Linked DNA regions of Sus scrofa: region 2 is linked to region 1. Evidence: chromatin contacts called from public Hi-C data. All regions are on one chromosome and are shown on one strand. Each heading gives the region's core, a stretch centred on a gene start, on an enhancer-like site or on the middle of the called end of the contact. The rest is flanking DNA. Distances are from core to core; before and after follow the strand shown. Region 1 overlaps HOXD9 (homeobox protein Hox-D9). Region 2 has its middle 280 kb from the start of MTX2.

Region 1 (2,700 bases), core at 192-2,691:
AAATCCTCTTTATAGAACTTTCCCTCACCAAAGGAAACAGAGGAGTATGGTTCCCCCACCTCCTTTTTCCCTCCTTTCCCTTACCCAAGCAGAATCGTGTCAAATAATTTTAGGGATTGCTCACAACTATAAAACTCAACTTCTGACAAAAGTATAGCTTTTAATATTTGACAATTTGTGTTAAAACAAAAATTGACCTTCTTGGTTAGTAGCGAAGGGGAAAAATCAATAGTATAATTTTCAATAATTCATAAAGCGAACGCCATTATGCTAAATCTTAACTATTAATCTTATCCTTTACAAAGTCTCGATTGATTTGTTAATAAAATATCTTCCCGTGTGTGGCAACAGCGGGTATAACTCTTTAAAAACCTTCAGAAGCAAGAAAATTACCAAGTAGCCCAAGAATGTAGATGAGAATTTTATTGATCGCCCTGATTCTTCTTAATATGTATTAATAAATTCCACAACCTTTTGTACCTTGCACTTGTCAGAAACCAATGCTTTTACAAAATCCATAAAAGGAAAACATATTTTTCTTTGCAGAAGAACCAAATGACACCTTTGCCTCTCACTCTCTCCTGCTTGGCCCAGTTTTCTAAAACTTCTGGAGTATGAAAGCGAGAGTTCCTTCCTTTCCTTGAAAACGTTTTCTTTCTCTCTCCCTTCCTTCCTCTTTGCCCTCTATTATCAGGGCGCGTGGGGAGGAAACCTCGGTTTCGTTCTTCCGCTGGGAACCCGAGGGACGCTTTCGCGGATTGTGAACTGCTGGAAAGGGATTGTCTCCGGACTGAAAGCTCCCAGCGGCCCGACCCGCAGAGGTCGGGGTGTGGTTCCTCCGAGAGTCAAAGGCTCGGGTAGCCCACCGGGGCGCAGGCGCCCGGAGCTAGGGTGGCCGGGCGGAGGCAGAGGACAGCGCCGGGGCCGGGCGGGTCCTGGGGCTCCGCGGGGCCGGCCAACTGCGTAGCCTCTCGGCCCTCGCGGTCCTTCTCGCCTCCGCTCCCCAGGATACCTTGGCCGCGTCTTAGGCGCCAGAGCTCTTTCCTGTGGACCCCTGGGGTGGGATGTCTCAGAGCCTGGGGAATCCGACTCACCTTCCCAGGCTGCCCGAGACAAAATGAACTAGGCTGGGCCCCCCACCATCCCCCCCGCCCGGGCCCGGGCCGTCTCGGGCGCCTGCCTGGGTGTGTGCGGGGCATGCTTCTGTGTGCTGGCGCCACGGCGCTCCGACTTCCCTCCCTGCGTGTGTCCGCCTGGAGACCCCCTCGGGGCCGAGTGTTTCCTTCCGCCTGCGGGGCCCAGAGGCCGGAGTGGGGGACGCGAGTGGGGCGGGAGGGCCGAGCGAGCCCCGGGAGGCTGGCGGGCGGCGAAGAGTGCTGGGCCGGCAGTCTCCAGCGCGCACTATCGCAGGCGCGTAGTAGATGTCGCTGTTGTCCGTGCTTACGCGGCTGGCCGGCCGGGCTCTGGAGCACGTGACCTGCGAGGAGGCTGCGGCTCAAGGCCATTTTCAAATCTCATTGGCTTGGTTGTCATGTGGTCGGCAGAGGCATCCACAATTACACGGGGAATGTTTTCCTAGAGATGTCAGCCTACAAAGGACACAATCTCTCTTCTTCAAATTCCTCCCCAAAATGTCCTTTCCCAACAGCTCTCCTGCTGCTAATACTTTTTTAGTAGATTCCTTGATCAGTGCCTGCAGGAGTGACAGTTTTTATTCGAGCAGCGCCAGCATGTACATGCCACCACCTAGCGCAGACATGGGGACCTATGGAATGCAAACCTGTGGACTGCTCCCGTCTCTGGCCAAAAGAGAAGTGAACCACCAAAATATGGGTATGAATGTGCATCCTTATATACCTCAAGTAGACAGTTGGACAGACCCGAACAGATCTTGTCGAATAGAGCAACCTGTTACACAGCAAGTCCCCACTTGCTCCTTCACCACCAACATTAAGGAAGAATCCAATTGCTGCATGTATTCTGATAAGCGCAACAAACTCATTTCTGCTGAGGTCCCTTCGTACCAGAGGCTGGTCCCTGAGTCCTGTCCCGTTGAGAACCCTGAGGTTCCTGTCCCTGGATATTTTAGACTGAGTCAGACCTACGCCACCGGGAAAACCCAAGAGTACAATAACAGCCCCGAAGGCAGCTCCACAGTCATGCTCCAGCTCAACCCTCGCGGCGCGGCCAAGCCGCAGCTCTCGGCCGCCCAGCTGCAGATGGAAAAGAAGATGAACGAGCCCGCGAGTGGCCCGGAGCCCAACAAAGTCTCCCAGGTGGAGAGCCCCGAGGCCAAGGGTGGCCTTCCGGAAGAGAGGAGCTGCCTGGCTGAGGTCTCCGTGTCCAGTCCTGAAGTACAGGAGAAGGAAAGCAAAGGTCGGTATGAGCAGAGTTGCCACCCCAGCGGGGCGAGCAGCCCGGGAACCCGGCAAAGAGCTCCGCCTGGGTGCCCAGTGTCGAGCTCGGCAGTCTGGGGCCCGACAGGGAGGTGCTGCTCCTCCCGGCTTTTAGAGGGGCATTCTTAGTCCTGAGATGGTCTCCGCTTCTCCGGCACTGCCCTGGCCCTCCTGGCTGGTCCTGGCCCCACGCTGAGGGAGCCCAGGCAGAGGAAGGGTTTGCCGGGTTTATTTTTCCTGAGCTAGACTTGAAATGCAACAAAAGAGTGCAAATGAGACCTGCGGCTGGTAAACATGCCCCAGA
Region 2 (2,700 bases), core at 2-2,501, 420 kb after region 1:
GCACTGAGAGTAATAGCTAGCACATGGTTAGCACTCAATGTTAGTTCCTTCCTCTTACTTTGCTCATTTTTAAAATTAATTAAATTATTATTGCACCAACTTGCTTCCAGTGAATGTAGTTCACGCTAAACCAATAACCCTGCTCTGAGAAATGTCTAAAGCAGAAGACAGAAATGATCATTTCATGCATTAGTTTATAACAAATGAATAAGGAAATATTTTCAAGTATGAAAAGTTGGGGGCCATGAGGTTCAACTTCTCCCTCTGTTTTAAAAAATTCTCCTCTGGACGCTCATTAGGGGTTTTTACTCCTCAGCCAGGCTCTCCCCTCCAACTCCTTGGTTTTCTCAAACTTTATTTTTTCCTCTTCGGAAAGTGAAAGAATAACAGCTCCAGCTAGAGACGCTTGCTTGAAATAGCACTGGCACACAGCAGTTTCCTTTGCAGCTCTGCCAATGAGCCCAGCCAGCCGCCAGTCAGGGATCCGGCCTCTGACCCTGCGGCCTGGCTGCAGGCCCAGGGGATGGGGGGGGGGGGGGGGGGACTCTGAAGAGGAGGACGATCCCCCTCCCGAGACCAGTCAGGCACCACCCATCCCGCTATCGTTGGAGTCTGGGCCAAGCACAACACCAGGAAAATCTCTTTTTCATTGTTTGCTTTTCCACGCACGGGCTTTGAAAAAGTTCCCATTTCTTATGGTCAAGTCCAGAATTAAATCGGACTTCGCTGACAGTTGCTGGAAAATAAATCCATTCAACTTCCTAAGGCTTTTCCGACTGGCTTTGTTTGCAGTCTCACGGACGGTGTTTCTGACGGGCCGCGATAGCTCCTTCCTCAAATCCCCTTCACGCACGCGGACCCTCACTTCGCTTTGTGATATAAATTATTCATCTCATTTCTTTAGCACCGGGCAGACAGCGGTGAGGAATGCTTCCCTCCTGGAACATGAAGTAATTGACATTTTTCTGTTTTCCTGCTGTGTGGTTAGGGAATTATTAAAACGGACTGGTCTTTAGTAGTTCATTTTTGTTGGATATGAATCCCCTTTCCCCTTTGGTGGTGTGACGGCCCCTGAGTATGGAAACTCTCCAAGAGCTGTATCTTCGTGCTTCCCTATTTCCTTTCGACGGTCGTCCCTCTGAATACAGAAAGCGAGAAGGGCAGTAATGTGAGAATTTTATGTTGGGGGGAGGGGACTCACAACCCGTCCCCCACCAAATCCTCTGAGACGGCTTTCAACGGCCCCTCCCCCGCCTTACCGCCCACGCCACCACCAACAGCGACACCTAGTGGTCAAATAAAAATTAGCCCCTTCATTCCGAGTTAAGCCGCTTTTTACAGAAAATAAAATTTCCTTTAGGAGCAATTTAGATCTTTCTGTGGATGCACAGGAAGAGATATTCCTCATAATGAATAGCTAAAACATATTATTTGGGGGTACGGGGCAAGTGCATAATTTTTCCTTAAGAACATACTGGAGCTTTTTATCTATTTTCTTAGTGCAGGTTTGTAGGCTTTTGCATTGGTGGTAGAATGGTGAGCATAGCTGCCTTCCAGGTTTGTAGGCTTTTGCATGGTCTCTTAGTAATGGCCACTTTGATTTTATTATAACTTTAAAAGTTGGCAGCTGCTCAGCAATATTTTAAACTGAACACCTATAATGTATATATAAAGGTAAAATATTTTAAAATGAGTGATATTACAAATCAGCCATTTGCATAAATCTGTCTCAAACTCTTGGAACCACATTTACGGGCAAAAATAGTTTCCATTTTAATGACAGTAATCTCCAGGAAGAGGTGAGAATCTTTCTGTTAAGAATTTTTTCAATAAATGAGGAAACATAAAAACATCTACATTTTTAATGAAAGCTTTCAGAGGTTACAAAAACTTTTTAAATGAATCCTTTTAAAAAAATTTTACTGGAGTTCCTGTCATGGCTCGGCGGTTAATGAACCCAACTAGCATCCATGAGGACATGGGTTCGATCCCTGGCCTCGCTCAGTGGGTTAAGGCTCAGTCTGGTGTTGCCCTGAGCTGTGGTGTAGGTCACAGACACGGCTTGGATCCCACGTTGCTGTGCCTGTGGTGTAGGCTGGTGGCTACAGCTCCGATTGGACCCCTAGCCTGGGAAACTCCATATGCAGCCGGTGCAGCCTTAAAAAGACAAAAAACAAAAAACTTTTATTTATTTCTAATACAATTTTGAAAGGTTACTTTATGGTTTTTACAAGATATTGGCTATATTCCCCGTGTTCTACGATATGTCCTTGAGCCTGTCTTACACCCAGGGGTTTGTACATTCCACTTCCCCAACCCTATATTACCCCTCCCCCCTCAACCACTAGTTTATTCTTTTTACCTGTAAGTGTACTTCTTGGTTTTATCCACTAATTTGTTGTATTTTTTAGATTCTACATGTAAATGATTATACAGTACTTATCTTTCTCTGTCGGACTTATTTCACTTAGCATAATGTTGCTGCAGATAGCAAAAGTTCATTTTTTATGACTGAGTAGTATTCCATTGTGTGTGTATAGGTAGGTGTATGTTTGTATACACTACGTCTTCTTTATCCATTCATCTGTTGATGGACACTTATGTTGTTTCCATGTCTTGGCAAATGTAAATATTGTCACTATGAACATTGGAGTGCAAGTATCTTTTTGAGTTACTGTTTTTGTTCTTGTTTTTTCAGCT

What was found. A called contact is a pair of places that touch in the nucleus more often than the background predicts.
Region 2: a Hi-C map of skeletal muscle shows a contact between it and region 1, with 4 times the contacts expected there. The contact joins two enhancer-like sites. A contact is called at or near these places in 11 of 47 Hi-C or Micro-C datasets (embryonic fibroblasts, epiblast stem cells, fetal liver and 8 more) and 1 of 2 datasets of contacts at active chromatin or transcription factors (skeletal muscle).

Annotation. Positions count from the first base shown.
Region 1 is chr15:81,916,415-81,919,114 of Sscrofa11.1, forward strand. All of the region lies in intron 1 of HOXD9 (homeobox protein Hox-D9), which reads left to right. HOXD10 (homeobox protein Hox-D10) reads left to right here. Exons shown (of 3, transcript XM_021076346.1): 2 at 1-2,376. The coding sequence starts at 1,422. Among named protein-coding and RNA genes, the nearest start is that of HOXD10, 6.4 kb to the left of the region's middle. Within about 2 kb of position 1,442, at least 24 of the 83 cell types and tissues checked have an H3K27ac peak or open chromatin away from gene starts, as enhancers often do. A contact at or near this core is called in retroperitoneal adipose tissue and skeletal muscle, where this site is marked.
Region 2 is chr15:82,341,165-82,343,864 of Sscrofa11.1, forward strand. No RefSeq gene overlaps it. Among named protein-coding and RNA genes, the nearest start is that of MTX2, 280 kb to the left of the region's middle. Within about 2 kb of position 1,252, at least 39 of the 83 cell types and tissues checked have an H3K27ac peak or open chromatin away from gene starts, as enhancers often do. A contact at or near this core is called in retroperitoneal adipose tissue and skeletal muscle, where this site is marked.